Linked DNA regions of Mus musculus: region 1 is linked to region 2. A link is a contact called in public HiChIP or PLAC-seq data. All regions are on one chromosome and are shown on one strand. Each heading gives the region's core, a stretch centred on a gene start, on an enhancer-like site or on the middle of the called end of the contact. The rest is flanking DNA. Distances are from core to core; before and after follow the strand shown. Region 1 overlaps Mmp15 (matrix metallopeptidase 15). Region 2 has its middle 5.7 kb from the start of Cx3cl1.

The links. HiChIP or PLAC-seq counts read pairs in DNA pulled down with a chosen protein or histone mark.
Region 1: a FOXA1 HiChIP or PLAC-seq map of pancreatic cancer cells shows a contact between it and region 2. The contact joins two enhancer-like sites. A contact is called at or near these places in 2 of 39 promoter capture datasets (cranial neural crest and embryonic stem cells) and 1 of 115 datasets of contacts at active chromatin or transcription factors (pancreatic cancer cells).

Annotation. Positions count from the first base shown.
Region 1 is chr8:95,361,655-95,368,629 of GRCm38.p6, reverse strand. It overlaps Mmp15 (matrix metallopeptidase 15), which reads right to left. Exons shown (of 10, transcript NM_008609.4): 2 at 3,168-3,316; 3 at 2,208-2,336; 4 at 395-702; 5 at 1-71. Among named protein-coding and RNA genes, the nearest start is that of Mmp15, 13 kb to the right of the region's middle. Within about 2 kb of position 4,574, at least 15 of the 459 cell types and tissues checked have an H3K27ac peak or open chromatin away from gene starts, as enhancers often do. A contact at or near this core is called in pancreatic cancer cells, where this site is marked.
Region 2 is chr8:94,762,978-94,770,044 of GRCm38.p6, reverse strand. No RefSeq gene overlaps it. Among named protein-coding and RNA genes, the nearest start is that of Cx3cl1, 5.7 kb to the left of the region's middle. Within about 2 kb of position 2,819, at least 27 of the 459 cell types and tissues checked have an H3K27ac peak or open chromatin away from gene starts, as enhancers often do. A contact at or near this core is called in pancreatic cancer cells, where this site is marked.

The sequences.
Region 1 (6,975 bases), core at 3,325-5,824, 600 kb before region 2:
GGGGTTACTTGAGTGTTCTAGCCCCAGGGCATGGCCCAGCTCATGCACGGCCACCAGAAAGAGGCTGATTCCTGTCGGGAAGGCATATTCAGTCACTCCGGTCATCTAGGCCCTCCAGGCTGCCATGGACCCTACTCTTGCTTCTCTCTTGGATGGGACTGAGCTTCTCTTACTTTTGGCTTCTATTTTCCCCATCTGAGAAATGGGTCCAACATCCCCTTCTCTTCCCACCTTCCCTTGGTGGGACAACAGACTGAGATTAAGTACAAGGCTTCAGAGTCATGAATAGGGGACATTCTCTCCTCCTGAGCCTGAAGCTACTGAGCTGGAGGGACCAGCCAAGCTTAGGCACTGCCCTGCCTGCTCCCACCCTGTCCTGGCCAGCTGTCCTCACCATGCAGGTCAGTGCTGGAGAAGGTCCAGGGTTCATCTGCGTCGAAATGGGTGTCCCCACCCAGACCAGGGCCGGGGAAATAAGCGTGGGCCAGAAAGCCACCCACGCCATCAAACGGTGAGCTGTCGCCATGGAAGCCAGAGGCAAAGAGTACCATGATGTCAGCCTCCGCTCGCCTTCGTAGCCGAATGTCATCATAGGATACTTCCTGGAAGACCAATGGTGTGACCTGCTCCCACACTTGGAAAGCCCTGCGCACCGCCTCCATGGAGTTGTACCAGCCCAGCTTCTCAGTGTAGTTCTGGATGCTGCGGGTGGGCGGGGAGATAAGAGTTAACAGGGCCCTAACAGAGATAAGGGCCTATGGGATACCACCGTCCATTGCTGCCACCTTCCTAAGATTACATAATGATGCCACGCTATCCACTCTTAGATATGAATTAGAACTTGTCACATCCAGTAATTTTTTAAGATACGGCCCTACGTTTTCATGGTGGAAGACAAGCAGATTTAAAATAAGAAAGACAGTGAGGCTTGGTGGCGGCCTATGCCTTTAATCCCAGCACTCAGGAGGCTGGAGCAAAGTGGATCTCAAAGTTCAAGGCCAGCTGGTCTACAGAGTAAGTTCCAGGCTAGCCAGAGCTACATAGTGAGACCCTGTCTTGAAAAACCAAAAAGAAACAAAGAAAATAAAAATACAGTCAGGAGGTGGGTATGGTAGTGTACCCCTGAAATCCCACCACTTGGAAGCTGGAGGTAGTAAGGTCGGGGGTTCAAGGTTAGCTTCAGCTACATCGTAAGCTTGAGCGCATACTGGGTATTACATGAGGACCTGACCTCGTCTTAGCAACCCTCCCCACACCCCCAAATCTCAAAACAAAAGGTAGTAAAAATAGTAAGTGAAAGAAAGCACAGCTCTTTGTGGCCATGGGATAGAGGCAGCTGAAGTCTAGGAAACAAGCCAAGCCACCCTGGATATTGACCCTAGGGCTAGGCAGACCCTAACTTTAGCTGTGTGACTTTGGACATTTGACTAGACAGATTCAGTTTCTCTATTTGAAAGACAGCAAAAGGGGAGGAGCTAATGCTTTCTTTGTGTGTGTGTGTGTGTGTGTGTGTGTGTGTTTGTGTGTGTGTGTGTGAGTCCTCGAGAGGATTAAGTGAGATACTGCACAAAGGATATATATACAGCCCAGAGCAGGGGCTCTCAACCTTCCTAATGCTCCGACCCTTTAATACAGATCCTCATGGTATGGTGTGGTCACCACCCCCAACCATAAAATCATTGTATTGCTACTTCATAACCATAATTTTGCTACTGCTATAAACTATGATATAAATATCTGATATGCATGTTATCTGATATGCCACTTCAGAGTGGTTGCAACCCATATATTGAGAACCACTGGTCTAGAGCCTGCATATGAAGCAGAAAGCCTGCCCCTTCCCTGAGGATTAGACTCAGCTGCTGGTGCAGATAGACTGTCATAAACCACAAGGGGCAGGGGGACACTGACCTAGTGGACCATGCATTTGCTCAAGGATCTGAGACCTGAGTTAAAGCAGGATGTCTGTCCCCCACACCTACTGACCACACTGATTCAAGAGCTCGTCTGGTCACATTAGGCCAGTATAGCTTGCAACCAGCTGGGGTCAGATAAGGACCAAGCAGGAGACACGTGACAGTGACCCATCTTTCCCTGGAGGGAGGCCCTAGATTGTGAGCTGGGACTGAGTAAGGCCAGGCCTCTTCTGGGAAAACCCAAGTCCCCCTGAGAGGGCAGAACAGCGCCCCTTGAAGCTGGACCCGTACCTGAAGGTCAGGTGGTAATTGTTCCATGCCTTTCCTGTCAGGGTGTAACGTTTCCGCCGTCGACGCAGGTTGGCTTTCACATGTACCCCAAACTGATCAGGAACCCCACATCGGGGCCGCTTCATCCACCTGGATCACAGATATAGAGGGGTCAGCTTTGGGTTATCTCTTCCAGGCAGCGTCTTGCTTCCCAATCTTCCCTCAGAGGGATGTTTTGGGGGTGGGAGACTCTGGCTTCCAGAATAGTGGGTAAAGAGATTCCATTTTAAGAAGATTGAACGCTAAGGAGTGACTCAAAAATGTATGCTCCTGCTCCTGAGTATAATCCAAGCATGGGCTGGGTTCTCTTGTGGCCTCCTGTCCCAGTTGTGTCAAGCTCGGTGCTTCTCAATGTATCTGTAGGTCCTATCAATTCTAATAGAGTAAGGCCTAGCTAGGTTGTCCCAACCAGGGGTTTGGTACTGCACGTCCCATTCTCATGCCTATAGCAGGTATCACTAATTGAACATGATGCTCTTCCTGACAAAGCTGGACTATTTCTATCTCATCTCTTTTTTTATTTATCTATTTTTTAAATGTATGTGTATGTATGTGTGTCTGCATGAATTTATGTGCATTGTATACATACAGGTGTCTGTTGGGGTTCTCAAAGATACCTAGGAACTGGAATTATAAGTGGTTGCAAGCTGTCTCCTGTGGGTATTAGGAACTGAACCCAGGGCCTCTGAATGAGCAGTCAGCAATCTTAACACTCCAGCCTCTATGTTATCTTTTTTAGCATAAGGCTTCAGGCAACCATACTAAACAATAAACATTAGCATGAAGATCAAACCATCAGTCATTCCTCATCCAGGCCACTCTCCTCTGAAAATGTCATATACCAAAGGCTCCTCAGAGCAGGCTGGAGGCCAGGAGGCCCATGGTGTCTGGAAGGGGTCACGTGGAGGGACTCGGACTCACGTTTTCGTCTCTTCATCAAGCACACCCGTGACAGGGATCCCATAGAAACTCTGCATCTCGGCAAGGGCGGAGGCCAGGATCTGGGCAGAGCGCATGGTGGACATGTGGCGGCTGGGCTGGGGTAGGTAGCCATAGAGCCGCAGCCAGTTCTGCAAAGTAGCCAAACCCGGTTTGCTCAGTCACTGCTCAGAACCCTCCAAGACCTCCCAATTCAAAGGACATTCAGTTCTTCCGGGGCCTATAAAGCCCTCACCACCCAGCCCACCTCAACTCTCTAGCTTCCATCCTGCCGACTGGTACACTATTCCTTGCCATCCCTCTGCCCCTCAGCGTGGGATCATTCTGCTCCAGGCAGGCTGCTGGGGACCCTCAAGTATTCAGAATCTCTCTAAGAGGTTAAGAGGGCACTGGGTCCTGTGGAACTGTAATTACCGGCAGTTGTAAACCATGCATTCAGTTGCTAAGGACCAACATCTGGTCCTCTGCTGGAGCAGCAAATACTCTTAACTGCTGAACCATCTCTCCAGCTTTGGAGAGAGAGAGAGATTGAGAGAGAGAGAGAGAGAGAGAGAGAGAGAGAGAGAGAGAGAGAGAGAGAGAGTGTGTGTGTGTGTGTGTGTGTGTGTGTGTATGTGTGTGTGAGGTTTTGAGACATGGTTTCTCTGTGTAACCTTAGCTTTTCGGAAACTTGCTTTGTAGATCAGGCTGGCCTCAAACTCAAAGAGATTTGCCTGCCTCTGCCACCCAAGTTCTGGGATTAAGGCATATTGCCACCAAGCTCAGTCCAACCCCTCTTTTTTTTTCAAGACAGGGTTTCTCTGTATAGTCCTGGCTGTCCTGGAACTCACTCTGTAGACCAGGCTGGCCTAGAACTCAGAAATCCGCCTGCCTCTGCCTCCCAAGTGCTGGGATTAAAGGTGTGCGCCACCACCGCCCAGCCCCTCTTTTTAATTAAAATTTTTAGTTAAGTTTGTGTGCATTCAGGTTCCCATGGAGTCGAGAATAGGGTGTTGAGTCCCTGGAGCTAGAGTTAGAGGTGACTATGAGCCCTATCACATAGCACTGGGAATGAGCATGGGTCCTCTGTAAGGACATGCTCATAACTGCTCAGCCATCTCTCCAGTACCTTTTAAAAAAATGATAGTTTTGGTTTATTCTTTGAAAATTTCTGACATTTATCCAATGCGTTTTGAACATACCCTCATCTGTGTTGGAATTTTGACTGGCTTGATCTTATGCAGGTCTTACGCAGGTTATCACATCTGCTGTCAGCTGATGCGTTCCACAGACATGCCACACCTGAGAGTCATTTTTTTTTACAGCTCTCCCTCCTATCCATCAGCTTGTAATTTTTTTCTGTCCAACCTTTCACCCAGCCCTGATCTGTTAATATAGATGATTCATCCACAGCTGAACACACACAGTCACACACACTTGGCACTTTGACCACTGGTGAGTCTCTGCATTAACCACTATCCACTGTGCAAAGAGGCTTCTCTGACCAAAGTTAAGACCAACACAAATCTATGGGTTTAAATAAAAATACTTAGAAGGCAGTCCAACAGCCTTTAACATAATATTATTTAATAGTATTTAACATAATAGCAGAGGATTCAGCCCTGGCGCCTATGGTTTTCTGGGTCATGAGCCTTTTCTCTTTCTTTTCTTCTTTCAAATTCTCATTTTATGTGAATGAGTGATTGTTTACCTATATGTGTGTGCACCGTGAGTGCCTGGCGCTCACAGAGGTTAGAAGTGGATGTTAGATTCCCTAGGACTAGAGTTACAGACAGTTGTAAGCTACCTGAACCACGCCGTCACCTGCAAGAACACACACACACACACACACACACACACACTCCTTTTTTTTCTCTTTTTTTTTTTGAGCCAAGGTCTCTCTTCTATATAGCTCTGGCTATCCTGGAACTTGCCTTGTAGACCAGGCTGGCCTCAAACTCCTAAGAGATCAGCCTGCCTCTGTCTCCTGAGTACTGAGATTAAAGGTGTATGCTACCATGTCTGGCTTTATTTATTTTGGGTGTGTATGGTCACACATGTGAAGGTCAGAGGTAGGTTCTCTCCTTCTACCACGTGGGTCCTAGGAATCGAACTCAGGTCTCCAAGCTTGATGGCAAACACCTTTATCTACTGAGCCATCTCATTGGCTCCTCTGTTCAGAATCTTTTAAGGTTTCACCAGGTAGGAAATCCAGCAGGCCCTAAAGCCTCTAGGAGTATGTGGGGGCCAGGGATTGGGGGAGGAGAGACAGGCTCAGGCAGGAGGATGTGTGCCAAGAGGATGTGACAGAGTTCTGCTATGACTTATTTATTTTATTTTGAAACAGGGTCTCTAAGTCAGACTGGCCTTTAACTTCTATGTAACCAAAGGATAACCTTAAATGCCTCATTTTCCTGCCTCCACTTCCCAAGATTACAGGTGTGCACTACCATGCCTGGCTTCATGCAGTGCTGGGGCTCAAACTCAGGCCTTCATGCGTGCTAGGCAACCATCCTACCCACAGACCTACATCTCCAGCTCCTACCATCTGCACTGGATGCTTCCTCATCTGTAAAATGAAGACCAGTGTGCTGTTACAGGGTGGCTCAGTTACCATTGCTGTGCTGAAACACCATTGAAGGGATCAGTATTCAGTATAAGATACCTCAAGACCTAGTTCTCAGCACAAAGGAGATTTATTTGCTCTGAATTTGCAGGGAATAAGAGACAAAGACAGGAGATAAAGGAGAGGGAGAAGGGGAAAGGATATTTGTTCCAGAAGGACAAGGGACTGTCTTTGGATAGAGAGGAGACAGATGTGGCCCATAGGCAAATGCAATCTATAAAGGTACAAGGGGAAACGTGGGTTAAATTTTAATTGGGCACGTTAGGTGAGCCAAAGAGGGCTTTGATTGTTAGACTTCAATACTTTGATAGCTGGACCTTGATGGTCAGCCTCAGAGGGAGGAAGTGACCAAATAAGGAAACAGGCCTTGGTGGTTAGCTCTAGGAATGTAATTTACTGGTTTTTAGCGAGGCAGAGAGATGGGGAGAAGGCAAGACCTGCCAGAGCACGGTTTGCCATGTTTGGGCTGGCTAGTGTCTCTTCAACCATGACCATGATGATTATTCGGCTTACACGTCCACATCATTGTTCATCACTGAAGGAAGTCAGGACAGGAACTCACACAGGGCAGGAACCTGGAGTCAGGAGCTGATGCAGAGGCCACGGAGTGGTGTTGCTTACTGGCTTGCTCAGCCTGCTTTCTGATCTAACCCAGGACCACCAAGATGGTACCGCCCACAATGCAAGGCTCCTTCCTATTTGGTAATAATAATTTGAAAATGCCCTCCAGCCAGATTTTATTGGGGGTATTTTCTCAATTGGGGTTCCCTCCTTTCAGATAACTCTAGCTTGTGTCAAGGTAACATAAAAATGAGAGTGAGATTTGTGAGGCGCAGACCCAGGAAAAGCACTTAGTACACAAAACCAGTGCTCAGTTCCTTACTAGAACTTGACAGGCAAATCCCACCCATGCATCCTGACCGCCCGTCCGTCCATCCATCTGTCCATCCATCCATCCATCCATCCATCCATCCATCCATCAGTCCAACCACCCACCCACCCACTCTGCCAGATGTTCCTGTACACTCTAGCATGCCCCCTGGGGGGCTGTGGGAGACATGGCCATCTAGAGCTTATAGGCACCCAGGAGACTCTGCACCAGAAAGGGGGTGCTTCACAGCTCTTAGGTCCACGAACGCACCAGCAACCTGAAGTAGCAATTCTGATGAATGATTCTGAGAAATG
Region 2 (7,067 bases), core at 1,570-4,069:
GGGCAGTCCGTGCTCCCTCTAGACCCAGCTTCAGCTCCAGGAGCATTCCGTGCTCCCTCCAGACCTAGCTTCAGCTCCAGGGGGCAGTCTGTGCTCCCTCCAGAACCAGCTTCTCATCTACAGATGGTTGGTCCCACCCATCTCATCCAGGTTTCAAGGAGTGACTGTTGAGATGCAGTTTGGACACAGTAGCCAGGCTTTCAGGCCCATTGACCCAATTCAAGCTCAACTCTGCCCTTCCTAAAGGTCCCACTTGGGCAGGTTACTAATGCTCTATGTACTGCAGTGTTTCTGTCTGTAGTATGCTGAGGTGGTTTGAAATTTTCTGTTTTGGTTTGGTTTTTTGGTTTTTTGAGATAGGGTTTCTCTGTGTAGCCCTGGCTGTCCTGGAACTCACTCTGCAGATCAAGCTGGCCTTGAACTCAGAAATCGGCCTGCCTCTGCTTCCCAAGTGCTGGTATTAAAGGTGTGCGCCACCAAGCCCAGCAGTGGTTTGAATTTTGACCCCCATCTACTCTTGTATTTGAGTTTTTGGCCCATGGGGAGTGGCACTATTAGCAGGTGTGATCTTGTTGAAGGAAGTGTGTCACTATGGAGGTGGGCTTTGAGGTCTCCTACACTCCAGCTCTGCCCAGTGTGGAATCAGTGTCTCCTCCTTGTTGCCTGCAGAACAGTCTCCTTCTGCTGCCTTCTGATCAAGATGTAGAACTCTTGGCCCCTCCAGCATCATGTCTGCCTGCATGCTGCCATGCTTTCCACCATGATGATAACGGACTAAACCTCTAAAACTGTAAGCTAGCCCCAGTTAGATGTCTACCTTTATAAGAGTTGCCTTGGTCATGGTGTCTCTTCACAGCAATGGAACCCAAACTAAGACAGATGCTAATGGCTACCACTGCAAGTCCCCAGGGAAGTGAATGAAACTGAGGGCTTTTTTGGTGCCCAGAACACAAGAGTGTGCTAATGTTTGCAAATCCCTTGTGTGTGCCTGGGGCTGTGGTAAGACAAAGAGACTCAGAGAGTAGCAAATAAGCCATAATTCTTGGCCCCAGTGAGCCTCAGCTCAGTAGCAGGAGGAAGGTCCAAGGCCTCCCCAGGACTCTCAAGCTGTGGGGCTGAGGCAAGAAATTAGAGAACAGTAAGCTGGCAGTGTAGCTCAGTGTTCCAGTGCTTGGCTGGCATACTGAGGGCCTGGATTCCATCCCAGACTATGAAAATAAATAATAAGAAAGGAAGGAAAGGATGGGACTGGGGGTGTGTGATTTATTTGGTAGACTACTTGCTTAGCTTGTGCAAAGCCCTAGCTTCCATCACCAGCAACACAAAATTTGGTATGCTGGCTTGCAACCCTGATCCCAGGACTTGGGAGGTGGAAGCAGAAGGATTTGAATCAAGACCACCAGCAGCTACACAGCCTGTGATATGAGTGAGACCCAGTCTCAGGAGAAGACAAAGAAGAAAATGGAGGAGGAGGAGGAAGAGGAAGAGGAGGAAGAGAAGGCAGAGGAGGAAGAGGCAGAGGAGGAAAAGGAGGAAGAGGAGGAAGAGGAGGAAGAGAAGGCAGAGGAGGAAGAGGCAGAGGAGGAAAAGGAGGAAGAGGAGGAAGAGGAGGAAGAGAAGGCAGAGAAGGCAGAGGAGGAGGATGAGGCAGAGGAGGAAGAAGAGGAGAAGGAAAAAGAAAAAGGAGAGATAAAGGGAGGAGAGAGGGATGAATTCTTTGCCCAAAGCAAGGCAAAGCAAGGCTGGCCCCTCAACCATTCTTCGAAAATTTCAAGCAATACAGAAGAGAGAACGACAGAAAGTATTTTCATAGTTCAACCTCCAAGATTCAATGCTCAACATTTTTCATATTTGCTTTATCTCCCCCCCCCCCCCGGCTAAACTATTGCAAAAAAAAAGTTTCTGGCCGCTTGGCATTTTTGCCTCCAGTGGATCAGGGTGCCTCTCCATTTTCATTCATAAGTATGCAACAATTATGATTCTTCTACCTCACAGAAACAACAGTAGCTCGCCTATGTCATGTAACACTCAGTTCACATTCCAATTTGTCCCCAAATGTATTCTTTCTCCTTCACTACCTCAAAGCCTTTTCTTCCTTCCTTCCCTTCTTCCTTTCTTCTTTTCTTTCTTTGTTTCTTTTTTTTTTAAATCTTTCTTCTTTCTTTATTTTAGGATTTATTTTCACTCCTGTTCATGTTTGTGTGTGTGCCACCTGTGTGCAGGTGCCTGCTGAGGCCAGGAAAGAGCACGGAATCCTCTGGAGAAAGGGCCATAGGCGGTTGTGAGCCATGGGAGGTGGGTGCTGGGAAGTGAACCCAGGTCCTCTGCCAGAGCAGCATACCTCTAAGCCATCTCTCCAGCCCTTCTTCACCTTTCCCACTCATTCCTTTCCCCCAGCCCCCTTCAGCCTCTCTTTCACAGGATCTCCATAGCTAGCCCAAGTAAGCCTTGAACTCAGAATCCACCTGTTTCAGTTTTACCAGAGCTGGGATATCCAAGCTTGAGTCACACAGCTGGCAACACCTGCTTTTTTTTTTTTTTTAAATCCTTCCTGAATTAGACTATCATCTAACCTTGTGCATTGCATACCGTTATTTTCTTGTACAAGTTGATACTTGCAGACCACTCGCTCATTTTTATTTTTATGACATTGACCTTTCGAAGAGTCAAGAGCATTGTTTGTACAAAGCTCTCGTCCTAACTTATCTAGTTACTTCCTTATGAGTCATCTCATTTTTTTCCCCTTATCCTGTGTGCTTCCTATAAACCAGAGCTTTAACCAACATGTTGGATGAGACCCAGAATTCACATTCAAGGCAAGACACTGGCATGAATGAGTAAGCCCGAGAGCTGTGTGTGAGCAGGGCGCTCACTTTTCCTTTGGTCGGAAGAGACGGATTAGCAGGTGAATGAGTTGATTTCGTTGTAGAAGTACTGTTGTCTTGTGACTCACAAACTTTGGGGCATGCCCTAGTCCCACAACATGCACGGAGGCAGGTTTGTTTATTTATTTGTTCCTTCATTCATTCATCCTCCTCTGGTGTGGCCCAGGCTGGTCTAGAATTTACTACACAGTCCAGGCTAGCTTTGAGTTTGAGAGCCTTCTACCTGCGCTTCTCATGTGTGTAGGTCATTAGGCTCCCAGGCAGTGTTCTAACCAAACTCTCCAGGCAGAGCCTAGTCCAGATGAAGGTGCCGGTCTCCTTGGTAACAAGAGGGGATGTCTGCACCTGTGGTTCTGAGGAAGGGGCTGCAGGGAAGCTGCAGTTGTACCAGGACCTAGTGTTGACAGAGGAAAACTGGGGTGTGTGGTGGGGAGTGTGGGGGGGTGGGCGATTTCGAGCTAAGGATGACTAGGGAAGCAATTTTAACGATATTCCACATCGTTAATTCCACATCGTTATACAGTGGAACATTTTTTGAGAAGGGGAACAGATTCTCATTTAGCCCAGGCTGTCTTTGAACTCCTCAACCCCCTGCCTCTATCTCATGAATGTTGAGATGCCAGGCATGTTCCACCAGGCTCTAGGACTTTATGTAAGAGAAATAGAACCTAGGGCTGTGAACATGCTAGGCATGCACTCTGCCAACTGAGCCAAACCTGGGGACCACCCAGCATCACTCAAAACAGACAGTAACAGACAGTACTTGTTGTTGTTGTTGCTGCTGCTGATACCATTACTGTTTCTTTTTGCATGTTGAATGCTGTTGGCATATTAAGCATGAAGATGGGTTGGCAAAATTGACCTGCAGCTTCAGGGATGTGGAAGGAAAGTTTACACAGCACTTATGTTAACCACCAACAGCAGATGGGCAGTATGCAGAGATAGAGTAAGTGTGGGAATACTGAGCAAAGGGGTGGTCTGATGGTTTGTATAACGCTCGGCCCAGGGAGTGGCACTATTAGAGGGTGTGGCCCTGTTGGAGTAAATGTCTCACTGTGGGCATGGGTTTTAAGACCCTCATCCTAGCTGCCTGGAAGTTGATATTCTGCTAGCGGCCTTCAGATGAAGATGTGGGACTCTCAGCTCCTCCTGCACCATGCCTGCCTGGATGCTGCCGTGTTCCTACCCTTGATGATAGTGGACTGAACCTCTGAACCTGTAAGCCAGCCCTAATTAGGTGTTGTTTTTAAAAGAAGAGTTCTTAGTCATGGTGTCTGTGCGTAGCAATGAAAACCCTAACTAAGACAGGTGCTATTTCTGGGGGGAGGGGGTGGGGGTGGAGAATCCTCTTAGAGCCTACTAAATTATCAGGGAAACTAGTGACCCAGGAATCAGAGAGAAACTTGTTTAGCAGATAGAGAAGATGGAATCCTCTACCAAAAAAAAAAAAAAAACCAAAAACCAAAAACCAAAAACCAAACCAAAACAACAACAACAAAAACCAAACCTTTAACAAGACATTAGAATTCCTTGGGGTCTCCAAAACCGATATCTCTAGGGTCTTAGGAATGAGCTGTGTTTAACAGCTTCCCTGGTAAACAGAACAAATAGCCAGATTTAAACATCCTTGAGCAGCGTGGTGTTTACCTTCTCTGTGTGTGCTTGCCTAGGAAGGGCTGTGTTTTCCTTCATATTTTATGTGGCACTTGGGGTTGACTAAAGCCTAGGATCTAGGGAAATGAGACTACACACCCTACCCATGAGCTCACCGCTTCTCTAGCTAGCCAGCAAGCACAGATAACTCAAGTGTAAATATAAATTGACTCTGCGATATCAGGTGTGCTGTACACTTGGGTAAAAACTGCTTTTGGTCCACAGACCACGGCCTTCCATGGTTGTTTGTTTTTTTCTCTTTAAAATCACATCCCAGCACCATGTAGATTAAGTCTTAATGTTTTTGTTTATTCCATCAACAATTGCATGAAGTATTTTCCTTAACCCTTTATTGACATGGAGAGCTGGGGAGAGTAAAAACCCACCGAGTGCCGTCCCTTGGAGCTGTAACGAGCTTTGAGCAGCACTACCAACATAGTGTTCAAGTTCCTGGCTTTAGTGAACATGGACATCCAGGATACAGAGTCTCAGCTTAGAAACACTCAAGACAAAAAAACAAAAAAACAAACAAACAAAAAAAAACAGCCAGTGTCTACAGATTCTAAACAAAAGGCTACAGGAGATGGAGTTTGGTATGAGGAGGGTCACCCCATAATCTCAGCACTTAGAGGCAGGAGGATGGGGAGTTCGAGACCAGCCTTGGATGCATAGCAAGACCCTGTGTCATACAGAAATTGAAAGCCTATTTTAGGCCACTAGGTGCCCATCCAAAGCCTGTAATTTAGAAAGGGGGAAAAAAATCATCCTTTCTTTGCTCAGAAGATCGCAGGCAACTTCTTAGAAGTTATGTTTATAGTAGTCCCAACCCACGCATGACTGTCTCCCAGTAAATGTGTGGCTAAGTGGTACAAAGTCCCATCATTGTCCTGAGAAATGGAACTTTTTTTTATATCAAACTACTTTATTACATCTTAAATTACAGTACAATTTAATATAGTGTCTCGCTTGCATCCAGCCTCCTTGTGGTACGCTGACTTTAAGATTAAGCACAAAGGTAGAAAGGGTACAGGTACAGAGAGCTCTGCAGTTGTTTGGTGGAAAGAGAAAGGGCTTCGCTGTATTCTCTTTGCCAGGCCCAGACCTACTACACAGTCTCAGCGCAGCCTTGTACGGAATACTCTCTGCTGTAGAAAACAGAATGGCATAGCCACTACTGCTTCTATGAGGGGTGCAGGACACACAAAGGCGGGGGAGAGGCCCCACAGAACACTGCTGTCCAATCGCTGCTGCTAAACATGACTTGAGATGAAAACCACAAAGATCTGCACTGTGTCAAGATGGTCTTCCATGGCTGTGGAAGGCTGTTCTATGAGGCAGGCTTCCAGGAAGTGACAGAGGCAAAAAAACAAAGCCAGGAACAAGACTGTACATTGACAGGTCAGAGGCTGCCTGAGTACCGGTTCTCTCTCTCTGGGGGGCAGGCATGGAGGAAAGAGTTTATCTGGCTTACACTTTTACATCTGTAGTCTATCTCTGAAGGAAGTCAGGACAAGAACACAAACAGGGCAGGAACCCGGAGGCAGGAGCTGATGCAGAGACCAGGGTGGGATGCTGTTGACTGTTGCTCCCTCTGGCTTTCTCTGCCTACCCTGTTTTTGTTTGTTTTTCACCCTTTTATTGAAAATAGATATTTTTTTACATAATATATCCACATCACAGTTGCTACTCCCTCTACTTTCCCAGTTCCTTCCCATCTCCCCTGCCAGTCCTTCCTTTCTGTTTCTGATGCAAAAAGAACAAGCTTCTAAGAGATAATATTAAAACATAACACAATATAATAAGAAAACAAATATGATCACGTCAAATTTGGGCAGGACAAGCCAAGAGAAGGAAAAGAGCCCAAGAGAAGGAACAAGAATCAGAAACCCACATAGACCCACTTGTTTGTATACACAAGAGTACCATAAAAATACTACACTGGAAGCCTATGTGTGTATACACACACACACACACACACACACACACACACACACACACACACACACACACACAGAGGACCTGGTACAGCCCCGTGCAGGCCCTGTGCCTGCTGCCTCAGTCTCTGTGAATTCACACGAGCTTTGCTCATGTTAAGAATCTTGCTTTCTTTCTGCGTCCTCTTCCTTAGGTCCCCTGAGCTTTGATGGGGAGGGATTTGATGGAGACTTCTCATTCAAGGCTAAGCGTTCCAAGGCCTCTCATCCTCTGTGTAATGCCTGCCTGTGGGTCTCTGGTATTTGTTACATCCACTGCAGGAGGAAGCCTCTCTAATGATGGCTGAACAAGGTATTCATTTTTATCCCTACATTTTCCCTCCTTTTTTTGACCAATAGTATTTGGCTTTTATCTTAGGTCCTGGTGCTATCTAATCTTTGGTTCTTGTTCATGCAAACAGTGTTGGGTATAGGTTCCATCTCGTAGAGTGGGCCTTACGTCAAATCAGTTATTGGTGGGTTATTCCCATGAGCTTTGGGCCACCATAGCCTAACATATCTTGTAGTCAGGATACCATTGTGGATAAGGGGGCTG